Linked DNA regions of Mus musculus: region 2 is linked to region 1. The links are chromatin contacts, called in public HiCAR-type maps. All regions are on one chromosome and are shown on one strand. The core of a region is the stretch at or near the end of the contact, and the rest is flanking DNA. Distances in the headings are between cores, read along the strand shown. Region 1 has its middle 12 kb from the start of Gm36561. Region 2 has its middle 150 kb from the start of Gm36561.

Region 1 (6,438 bases), core at 2,313-4,812:
CCAGTGGGTGTATCTCATTGAAAACAACTCCTGATTTATTGTTACACCCATAGGTCAGAGCATCCCTTAACCATCATCAGAGGAGCTGCTCACAGGAGATGGTAGGAGATGCAAGACTCCCAAGTGGCCATTGTGTAGACAATAAGAAACCGTGGAGAGTTTAGTCCCAAATGGGACATATAAACACATCCCTCCCAGTAAAGCTTTCAGAAAGAGGGGATGGAAGTATCGTAAGTACAAGAGGTGTTGGATAGCATCAGAGAAACAGGGTTTTCCAAACACAATAGGACAATTGAACACGGCAATCGTGACAGAATGCACAAGACCCGTGTAAGCCCCAGTCAGACAAAATCCCAGCGTAGAATGGAAAAGATGAGCAAACCCCCCACGATTAACCAGAGCCTGATAAGATGCTTGTAGGATCAGAAGAGTCAATTTTCTCTAATGACGTAAGTTCTTGTGGGCCAATCACATACCACGGCTGGTCTCACTCCTGAGATTAGCTGAGCAACAGAAACTGGCCTTGTTGGATGTTTTGGGGAGAAGAAATATCAAAGTGGTGTGGGATGGGAGGAAAAGGCTGATGATGGGAAGAGCTGAGGAAGAGGAGGGAAACAAATATGTCACATAAAACTCATAAAATGCATCAGAATAAAGCTATTAAAAATTAAACAAACAAAAAAGAAAGGTATACAAACCCTGCATGTCGTGACCATTGTTGTGAGATCCACAATCCCTCAGCTCTCAGAGCCTCCTGGAGGTTGACCTCTGCTGATCCCTGAGGCCGAGCCTTCCTTCAAGACCAACGCTAATCTTCAATATATAAAATTCTATCTAAATAAATTTGAAAGCTACCCAGTATTCACTGTCTCTGTTTTCTTCTGGTCTTCTTACCTGACTGACTCTGTCTTTCTCTGCACTCTGTGTCCTCCCAGACTTTCCTGACTCGCCACTGTGAACTTGCCACACACACTTCCTTTGTGTGTTAAATGCTCGAGGGGCACACACCTCTGCCATAAACATTCCGCACTCCCGTGATCCTTATCCCTCTGGGAAAGCGCAAGCGTCCCTCAGCATCTGTCCCTGGGTTGTTAGTCCTTTGCGTGTACACCTGTTTACAAAGCACCATGAATGGACCAGGTGGACCGTGTTGGGCAAAGTCACGGTAAAGATAAAGTCTTGAGCCTGTGAATGTACAACTTGGTGATGAAGGCAGACAGAAAAAACTAACCATTAGCAAATTACAGAAAAATAAATGTCAATTGTATAATGTAATTTTAAAACTACAGGGTGTAGGTGAAGCCCTGATCAAATGTATTGCTATGTCAAGGGGGACGTGCCTCGGACCCGTGAGCATGGCCATTTCAAGAGATAAGCACCTAAGACCCATGAGCAAGGACATGTCATAAGACAGGTGCCTCAGACCCATGAGCAAGGACATGTCAAGGGACAGGTGCCTCAGACCTGTGAACATGGCTATGTCAAAGGACGGGTGCCTCAGACTCATGGAGTGGCAGAGCCTTCCTCAGGGGTGAGTATGAGTGTTGATAGTGTATGCAGAAAATCTCCACCACAGCTTTCTCACCTCAGATGTTACAGCCTGAAGACTGCTCCCCTATAGAGACAGCTCCTACCCAGATTAGACAAGCCTGCCTCCTTGTTTAGCATTTATAATAGCTCCAGCTTCCTGTTCCATTGCATACAATAAAGCAGGAAGTGTGGCTTCTCCATCAGAAAGCCCAAACCACTTGATCCCAACTTCTCTATGTCTGTGATTTCTTCATTCTCTTGTAGCCGTATTGTCAGGATTCTGGGAGCCAGGCCATGCAAAGCCATGGCAAAAAAAACCATAATTATAAGGTGCTCTCAGCAGCTTATAATTTTTGACACAACTGCTCAGTCACACAAGTTCTTCCATGCATCCATCCCAGCTGCATGCAGTCTCAGGAGGCGCTAGAGTATGGAAGTGTTGACTGAATGGAAGAATCCATTTATGCAGCTTCTGGGATCTTACATGCGTTCTCGAGACCGGCCAGGAAGAACGCAACAAACCGGAATCTTCTGCGGCAAAAGCTTTATTGCTTACATCTTTAGGAGCCAGAGAGCAAGAGAGCAAGAGCAAGAGCTCTATTGCTTACATCTTTAGGAGCCAGAGCGCAAGAGAGCAAGAGCGCAAGAGAGAGAGCAAGAGCTCTATTGCTTACATCTTTAGGAGCCAGAGCGCAAGAGAGCAAGAGAGCAAGAGAGAGAATGGCAAAACCCCGTCCCTTTTAAGGAGAATTATCCTCCGCCTAGGACGTGTCACTCCCTGATTGGCTGCAGCCCATTGGCTGAGTTGTCGTCACGGGGAAGGCAGAGCACATGGGGTAGAGAACTACCCTTGGCACATGCGCAGATTATTTGTTTACCACTTAGAACACAGGATGTCAGCGCCATCTTGTAACGGCGAATGTGAGGGCGGCTCCCAACACTGGGAGACTGTGACCCCTGCTTGGGTGGGACTCTTTGGTGATGCACCTGTTTTAGAATCATTTTAGAAAGCAACCTTTCACACATGTTCCTGTATGTAAGCAAAAATAAAAATGTCATGGGTTCACCAAGCTGGACTTATATAAATAATTTCCTTGTTCTCTCATGGGTCCCTACCTTGGGTGAATAGAAGGCACTGATAGAGAATAGGATGACTAAGTTACAGGGTCAAGGAACAGGGTGGTATTTTCAGACACTAACAAAGCTACATGCATGACCAGCAACAACACATTATTGGGAGATGATCCATGGGAAGTTGCCCAGTGTTGGTTAAAAGAGCAAAAGTGAGGGAAAGCAAGAATCGCCAATGAGAACAGAGGACAGAAACTCGATGTCAACAGAGGAAGGCTAGGGTATGGCACCTAAGAGGTGAGCTATGAGGACATCTGGCCCCATGAGTTCTTCAGATATAACCTTAAGGTAAAGAGCTGAAATAAAACGATTCCCTGAGAGGAAAATTAGACCAAACCCCCCAGAGAGGGAGAGGAAAATCAGACCAAGCCCCCCTGAGAGGAAAAGTGAGAGCATGGAACCAGGCGGCAGATGGAGAGACCACACCCAACCGTAAGACAATGCCAGAGTCTGATCGACTGTTCATGCAGGCTGCTCAGTCTTCATGGGCCTGTGACATCATCAAACTATCCAGGTGCACACAAGTACACATGCAAGGAAGAGAGCCATGCCCAGAGTATTAGTGTCCTCTGAGATTAAGACATACCAAATACTTAACAGATATACATCTTGCTTTTACCTGGAGAAACTGCTTCTTTGGGAAGCAGGCCATACCTGAGAATAAATTTTTGGAAGCCTGAAAACTGAGCGCAAAAAGAAAGTATAACTTTTAGTGAATAGGACACTATTTACTTAGTGAATATAAAACAGCCACATTTTTAGAAAACATGATCGTCTAAGTGAATTCCTTAGCTTGGCCACTAGATGGCAACATTCTTTCAAAATTGTTTTATATCTACCTTTAACTTATTATATTGGATTTTTAATTACCACAGAGGGGCAGAGTTTGATGGCATTTTCACTCCTTCCCTCACCCCTGCACCATCTCCCATGCCTGTGCCATGTGTGCCCCACCCATCCCAGGCCCCTCCCTTTTGCTATTTCATCACAAGGGTCCCTTTCCCTTTTTCTAGCTTAGATGCTAGGATCCACATACGAGAAAGAATATGCAGTTTTTGTCTCTCTGAGCCCAAGTTGGCTCATGAATATACTTTTCAAACCTCATGGAATAAAACTAGCAAGGATTACCACCCCCTCCCAACATACGCATGCACAAATACATAAGAACTTGGAGATTGTCAATGCATTTTTGAATGAACACTGGGTGAGTCATTGAAGAAATTAAAGAGACCAATTAAACATTCTTAGAATCAAGTGGGAATGAGGTCACTGCCTACCAGAAACTCTGGGACACAGCCAAGGCAGTCAAGAACAAAGTTTGTAACTATAACCACTTTTCTCAAATATTAGAGAGCTCAAATGTAAATAAACCAATGAGCTCAAATAAGTACCCCAAAGCTCCAGAAAAAAAAAATGAAGCCAAACCCAAGCCAACAGTAGACATCAATCATGATTTAGACCAAACAAAACAGAAAGAGAAAGTAGAGCTTCTAGACCAACCAAATGAGAAGTTGGATTTTGGAAAGATTAAAAGAATTTCGGATTGCCAACTCCCTAGCTGAGAGGGGGCAGGCAGAGAGAGAGAGAGAGAGAGAGAGAGAGAGAGAGAGAGAGAGAAATAGAGAATAGATGATTGATAGAAAGATAAATGGATAGATGGATGATAGATAGATAGATAGATAGATAGATAGATAGATAGATAGATATAGGTATAGATTGATTGATAGACAGTCAGATAGATATGATAGATGAATGGATGGATGGATGGATGGATGGATGGATGGATGGATGGATGGTGTGATAGTCCATATAACAGTGAGCCCCAACAGGCTCATAGGCTTGAAGGCTTGGTCACCAGGGAGTGGTACTATTTGAAAGGATTAGGGGCTGTGACTTTGTTGGAGGAAGCCTGTTGCTGGTGGTGGGCTCTGAGGTTTCCAATAGCTCATTCTGAGCCTCGTGGCTACTTCTCTTCCTGATGCCCGTGAATCTAGAAGTAGAACTCTCAACTACTGCTTCAGCACTGCGCTGTCTGCACACTGCTGTGCTCCTGACATGATGAAAATGGACTAAACAACCTCCTTTTAGAAGAGTTGTCATGGTCATGGTATCTTTTCAGAGCAACAGAACACTAAGCAGACAGACCAGAGAGAGAAAAGAACCCATATAAATAAAATAGTACACAGAGGGAAGCTGTTATATAGATTTCATTGAGATCCAGAACATCATTTGTAATGCTTTCAGAATATAATCAACATACTGGACAAAATCTAGAAGTTATAAAGGTTTAAATGCTTATGACTACCAAATGTAAAGTTATAAGACATGAACAATTTAAAAAGACTTGAGACAATCCACAGAACAAAATAGGAGTTAAATTTTTCTTAACAAAGAAAGGCTCAGGGATGGCTGTTCACGGGTAAGTTCTACCAGAGTGAAAAGGAAGATGTAATGCCAGCATTTTGTAAACTGATCCACAAAAGAGAAAGGCACAGGACATTAGCAAACTTCTTACAAAGTCAGGACTGCCCTGATTTCAAAATCAGATAAAGTCATACAAAGGCATACAAACACACACACACACACACACACACACACACACACACACACACTTGACCGACTTCTCTAACAAATATAGAAAAATTCTCAAACAAATAAAGAAAAATCCTCAATAAAATACTTGCAAACTAAATTGGAGAACACATGAAAGACAAATGCTATGAACAAGTTGGTTTCATTTGTAGCTGCCAGGGGCCATGGTTTCCTGGGTTCCTGAAAGGAAAGCTGGGGATGGATGGGAAGGATGGCGAGAGAAATAACGAGCCAAGACAAAGTTCTCTGATCAAGGCTCAATGTTTTAATTCTAGGGTCTGAATTTAAAGGGGGGAGACCCATCCATCCCACATTATGCCAGGAACTCCTCAGGAAAATGAGCCCAGGCTGCTCAGCAGGTGGTGGCTTCTTGCAGGAAGCTGCAGATGTGGCAGACAATAGACTTTACCTAGGTCGGAAGACTCCACTCTAGGTGAGCTAGCAACTGTGGCAAACAAGATCTGAGCCTGTCTGCTCAGTGCTGGGGGAGGGCACATGCATCCTAGGAAAGCAAAGTTGTCCAATATATACAATTCAGTAAATAAATCAGAAATCACAGGATCATGCCTATAGTTGTAGAAAAAGCATTTGAGAAAGTTCAACATACCTCGATGATCGAAGACTCAAATAAACTGGGATTATATGGAATTTACCTCCACATAATAAAGGCTAAATATGACAAACCTACAGCCAAGATTATATGATGTGAGAAAAACAGAAAGCATTTTACATAACATCTGGAACGATGACCCAACACCACCTGCCCTGCTCGTACTCTATTTAGCACTCCGTCTTCAAGAAAATAAGGCAAGAAAAATATAAAAATTAGAAAGGAAGCAGTCTCAATACCACTATTTGCTGACATCATGAGTGCTTATTTAAAGACTACACAGATCCCATCAGAAAAATGTAAATCTAATAAAGACTTTCCATGAAGTTGCAGGACACAAAATCAACAGACAAATTATTGCCTCTCTATGCACCTGTGCCTACTTCTTGAGTTTGCCTTTTAACACATCTCTCTTTTCCCAGTGGAATAAAATTCAGAATACATTTTACGCTGGAGAATAAAAATATAACATTATGTTATTTACACTGCAATGATATGATGTATGCTTTTGAAAGTCAAATTGCTATTGTCTAAAAATGACATGTCATGGTTGAAAAGAGCCAGTTTCTTTCCTA
Region 2 (5,944 bases), core at 2,365-4,864, 160 kb after region 1:
GGGTGGGAATGCTTGAGTACCATTAATTATAAAACCTCAAGTACACCACATATCATTATCTGCCGTAGTGTCACCAACCTGTACAGTAGTTTCTTGTGGTGGCTGTTGCTAAACACCTGACACGAACAGTTTGAGGAAGGAAAATTTGTTTTGGCTCACAGCTGTAGATGGTTTTGCTTATGGTAGCTTGGCTCCAGATGCTTGGGCAGAACATTGTGTCACAGAGGAAAGCTGATCATTTCACAGCTGGCAGGCAAGTAAGCAAGCAAGCAGGTAAGCAGGTAAGCAAGCAAGCAGGTAAGAAGTAAGCAAGCAAGCAGGTAAGCAAGTAAGCAACCCATGCAGTAGAGTTCAGTGTAGGACACTACTTGCACAGGCCCATCTCCTACTCTTTGCCCCCTCCCAGTAATACCCCGATGTTATGAATCCATCAAAGGATTGATCCATTGATTATGTTGGAATGTTCATAAGCCAACTGTCTCTAAAAATACCCCCAAACTAAGAAGTATGCTTTCCAATACCGTAGGTGATTTAAAAAGTGTGTGTGTGTGTGTGCGTGTGCGTGTGTGTGAAGTTGGTTCTCTTTCTACCATGTGGGCTCTAGGCATGAAGCTCAGGTTGTCAAGCTTGCACAGCAGGCCTCTTTACCACTGAGCCATCTCTCCAGTCCTTTATTTGCTCCTTAATCTCTTATAATAAAAATTCATATCATATGATTCCTGAGCTTACTCATAACTTAAGGTCAGCTTTCTTTGACCAACATTAATCACCCAACCCCCTCCCATGCCCCACAAGCTCCTAGGAACCCAATGTCACTCTATTTCTATGAATTTAGATTTTTTAAAAGAGTCTAGTATGGATTAGATGGTATATTTTTGTGTTCGGTTTATTTCTGTTGGTATATTCTCCAGTTTAATCCAATTTGTTGTATGTATTAGAAGTTTCCATTTTTTTAAGGCAGAATTGCTTATACTTCATAGTCCTTGGGTAATTGCTAATTGATAAATATTACCTAGGGATGAATCAATAGTCAGCTAAAATGAAATTTCCTCTAAAAAGGCTTAAGGCTACTATAGTGGTGGGGGGTTGGGGGAGTAATGGCTTCTCACTGAGGTTCCCAACCTATGTGAATTCATGAACTGAGGCTTTCAAATGAAGTTTCAGACTCTGGAGGGAGGCGACTGCCCTAGACCAGTTGTCTATTCTTCCAGGAAACCTTTTAAATTTCTCACAAAGAAACTCAAATTAATTTATCAGAGATGTGCCCTGGATGTGGGGGGACCTCAGCATGCTTCAGAGGCACCTGGCCCCTCTAAGCTGCCAGATTCCTACAATCCTACTCTACACTCCACCAATAGAAACGAGGGTCTATTGAGAACAGGTTAGAGAATGTTTCAAAGCTCTAGTCAATTGGAAACGCTGAGATAGCTTGTCCCGTGTTCTAAGTATTTCATAAGACTAGTGTCCTAGCTACACAGCTGCATCCCTGTCTTTGTCTCTGATAAAATCCACGGCAGAATTTAGTGTCATCTCTTGAAAGATTCAGAAATTGGTGCTGTTCCCCATTTAGGCTAAATGCTCAGCTTGGGCACAGTGTTTGTGGATCTAGGAGAATAATTTGAAATTATGAAATGAATAATATTGTGGCTTCTATGGCAGTGGCTTTTTTGGATATAATCTCTGTGTGTTTGCTTATGTGTCTTTTTGACAGAGAGCCTTCCTATTTTGTACTGGCTTCCATGAAGCTCATTATATATCCCAGGTACCTAAAACTTGTCATTCCCCCTGCCTCAGCCTCCCCGTTGCTGGAATTTTTACAGTATGCAAACATATCTACCTTGTATGAGTATGTATGCACAAGCCCAGGCACGAGAAAGCAATCATTAACCAGACAGGTGCTGTTTCCTTAGCACTGATTCAGGGCAAGGAGTGCTGGTGTCGTGCTTGCTTCCCTACAGGGCCAGCACTGAGCCTTTGCCTTTTTTCCCTCAGAACTCTGCCCTGTCTTTAGTCCTTGGGGTGAGTGCCCCACAGAGGTCTGGATGCCTTGACAATTTCACACTCTACCGCACTGGCCTACTATGTGTATCTTGTTTTGCTAAACAGAGCACATGTGCATGAAGCAATAGGATTTCAGATACTTCCTGATAGGGAACTTTAGCATGGGGGACAAACTGGGTAAAATACAAATCCATGGTCCTGAGGTATGGAAAATTTGACTGTTCCCCACTGCACTAGTCAATTGCTGGGATAAAGTACCTGACAGAATCAAGTTGAGGAAGGAAGGGAGAGTCTACGTTGGCCACAGACTGAGGGTACAATCTATCATGACCCCAGTGTGGCTATACTTGCAGCAGCAGAGGCACGAGGCAGCTCTCAGATCATGTCTGCAGTCAGCAAGTAGAGTGCTGTGTCTGATGCTCCACTATCTTTTTCAGGGAACCTAGCCCATGGGAAGACACCACCCACACTCAGAGCGTGTCATCCGACCTTAGTAGAACCTCTATGGAAGCACTCTAATGGACTAGCCCAGACGTGTCTTCTGGGAGACACTAAATGCTGTCTAGACAATAATCAAGATTAACCATCATAACCATTGAAAGTGAAAACACACACACACACACCCAAAAAAGAAAGTGAAAACACACAGCACTGAATGGTTTTATTATTATTGTTATTATTATTATTTCATTTTCTGTTTCTGAGGCAGCACAAGCCAAATTTGAACATGCTTTGTTAATGTCCCAAAGGATCTTCAGAAGAGCTGGAAATGTGTCCTTGATGGCTACAGACGGGTTTCCTTCAGAGGGGAGGGGAGAGACACTTAAAATTCAAAGGTAGACAACTCAGGAAGTTCCTGAAAGTTACAAGACTCAAAGGTTCCTCCCCGAGGTTATAGAAGCAGTAAGGACCTCCAGAGAGAGCAGACTCTCTGACTAGCAGACCTGCCTGCAAATTGTGCACAGAGCTAAGGAGAGGGAGCTCCTGTGAGTTACCTGCACTGGGGTGACTCACTAACACAGGTGCCTTAGAGTCACCTTGTTGTTAGAAGAAACTGATCACGTGTACGTAGCCCCAGTAAACTCTGGTTCGCTAAACTACTCTTGGATGGACTAGTTTCTTGGGTCTACTGTCATTGCTCCTTTTGGGATATACAGGTCACTTTAACTTCTCCCCAGTAAAAGTAACAGACAGAGTGCTCTTTGGCACTGTGCATTGTGACACTCGACTTTCTGGGTAGCAGGCACTTTCTATACTTACTATCCCTGGTACCTGTTTTCCTTCCCATTTCTTAGACAGTTAACTCCCATTGCTCTCTCTCAGCCCTTGCTTGGTTCCCTGACTAGATGCCTAGTGGTACAAAGCCTGTGGAGGCCTGCACTTCATACCGTCAGGACGGGCAGAGACCCACAAGAAGGAAAATCAGAGAAGCAGAGAAAGCATACTGGTGGTATCAGGAGGGAGTAGAGTGGGGGAGCCGTGGGGTGGAGAAGATGTGGGGGCAGAGAAACTGTCTGCGATAGACAGAGCTTTGAAGAACCCTGAGGCTGGGAAGAATTCTCCAAGCTTTGCTGCACAGCGTGACCTTGGCCTCTCACAAAAGGCTGCAGTGAAGTCCTGGCTGCTTTCAGTTCCTGCTGGATAGCACTGTGGGCACCTGATACTGCAGAAAATAGCCCACTGAGTGTGACAAGCCTTAAAGACACAGATGCCTCTGGCGACAGTAAACATAAACAAATTAAAGACAAATGAAGGGGCAGTGGCTAGCTCATTTTCCAGACTCACGTTCAGGCTAAACATAGTTAGCCAAAGAAAATTTGTCTGGAAATCTGAGTGTCTGAGAACGCACCAACAATGAAACTGCTGAGGGCCACCAAAAGGCAGCAAATGAGTAATTATTTGTGAATGCACTCAATTAAGGAGAAGCTGTAACACTAGGAGAAAGCATAATAGTTCATTCTGGATGTCTGTTCAGTGTGTAATTTTGAATGAGTTTAGATTAAGTTATAATCACGCATTCAAACATGGGATAAATATACACAATCCATTTCCTTCCTCTTTAAAGTGCTATTTTAAGAATATGGTATTTTACCATGTTACAGCAATGATATCAGTAATGCTATATCTTTAACATTGTCCACCGAGCCCAAATTGGGGGGGGGGTAGGTTCCCTTGAGGGGGGACCCTGCTATGGCTGTCTTTCAGTTCTTAAGAAATTCCATGTTGTGAAGAAAGTCCAGGAGAGTCATTTCTATTTATTAATTCTTAATTCTCTTCAGGAAAGATGTGCCCGTATTTTCCGAGTAACAAAAGTCTTATTAGTAAAGAGTGAAAAAAAAAAGTCATCAGAAAGGAAATTTTATGTACATTTTCCTATTTCAAGCACACTCTACCCTTGGCCTGAAACTATATGTACTTCAGCAGTTACGAAAACCACCTGTTCTTCCAGAGGAGCTGTGTTCAATTCCTACCACCCACAGGGTGATAGACAACTAACGCCAGTCCTAGGAAATCTGATGCCCACTGCTGGTCTCTGTGGGCACTAGGCACATACATGGTACACAGGCATACATGTAGGCAGCACTTCTAAACTCATAAAATAAAATAATTTAAAGGGAGTATACTCTTCGTAAAAACTGTATTTCCTTTGGGGTTACTATAGTTACCACCAACAATGGTTACTCAGGGAAAAAATACCATGATGGCTCGTCCTACATCCAGAGAACCTGAATGCCCAGCCCTGAGGAATTCCCCAAAGTGCCCAACTGTACACAGTGCCGCCAGGCACAGAGCAATTGAAAGTGTCTAGCACCTCCTTTCCCCAGGTTCATACTAGTCTCTTGGTTGGACTCTAATGCAAATGTAGATATGAGCAGTAGGTTGAGTGCAGGGTAAGTCTGAAGTAGCAGGGCTCAGCATGAAGAAGCCTCTGCAGATCTTTGGTGGCATCCACCATAGAAAGTGTCAAAATGGACCTCAGCCTAGAACCACGGAGAGGCCTTAAACAGATCTGAGCTGCTGATGCCACACCACGTGTGGGACTGTGATGTTAAAAGTCTACGGTTCAGATAAATTAATAAAACATCTATATGCAGTTAGTGAGGCATAAAAAGGAGAGAAGAAAAATTCTTATTACCTTACTAGCAGCTAAACGGGGGGGGGGGGGGGGGGGGGGGGCTAAGCCCTAGCCAAGACGATCCTCAAGCCTTAGATACTTTTTTTGTAGTGAAAGGTAGGTGAATTTTACAGACCACTCTAACTGATGAAAAGCGCCACCATCAGAGAATTATTTGGCTTGACTAAGGGACAGTTTCCTTTTATGTAAGATGAAAGTAATGCAACGTACCTCCTTGGGTTCTTGGGATGGTTAAATGTCAGTGTTTATAAAGCCCTTGGTGTTGCCTAATAAAATATATGGCTTCCGTTTGTACATAGGCAGATATAAAGAAGTGCACCGCAGGCTCCCCAGACACTTCCTGGATATCACACATTTATATAAAATCAGCCCAAAGAGAGAGATCGCAAAGCCAGAAACCTTGTCTGAAAATGCTTTAAAATGAGTTTGGAAAACTTTGGAATGTGTAAGTTTGAATCTTGGAAATTCACTCTCTACTACATGTGTCTTGGACAATGAGCATTAGCGTCGTAGACTATAATTTAAATTTGGATCATAAATTAAATTATTAGAAAAGTAACAATTAAAATACATTTTCTACAAAGCTGCCCACTAGACTAGTCTCTGCTAGAAACACAGATTTAAAATTCAAGCTTGTTTTCCCATAATAACTACTATACTCACTATAAGACTAATCATTACTGTAATGTGTGTATTTTGGGCAAATGGGATCTTAATAAGCAAACCCAGATAGCTCTCACCTTTGTTCAGTGGGTGTTAAAACTTCCAGTCTGTTTTGTTCTAGCTCATGTTGATTCTCAGTCCGTT

Evidence for each region. HiCAR-type assays count read pairs that join an accessible place to other places.
Region 2: a HiCAR-type map of astrocytes shows a contact between it and region 1, with 2.4 times the contacts expected there. The contact joins two enhancer-like sites. A contact is called at or near these places in 2 of 15 datasets of contacts at CTCF or cohesin (both in the NIH/3T3 cell line), 3 of 115 datasets of contacts at active chromatin or transcription factors (astrocytes and embryonic stem cells) and 1 of 9 other capture datasets (embryonic tail).

The regions. Positions count from the first base shown.
Region 1 is chr1:189,019,984-189,026,421 of GRCm38.p6, forward strand. No RefSeq gene overlaps it. Among named protein-coding and RNA genes, the nearest start is that of Gm36561, 12 kb to the right of the region's middle. Within about 2 kb of position 3,563, at least 5 of the 459 cell types and tissues checked have an H3K27ac peak or open chromatin away from gene starts, as enhancers often do. A contact at or near this core is called in astrocytes, where this site is marked.
Region 2 is chr1:189,181,812-189,187,755 of GRCm38.p6, forward strand. No RefSeq gene overlaps it. Among named protein-coding and RNA genes, the nearest start is that of Gm36561, 150 kb to the left of the region's middle. RefSeq lists an enhancer at 5,463-5,944. Within about 2 kb of position 3,615, at least 33 of the 459 cell types and tissues checked have an H3K27ac peak or open chromatin away from gene starts, as enhancers often do. A contact at or near this core is called in astrocytes, where this site is marked.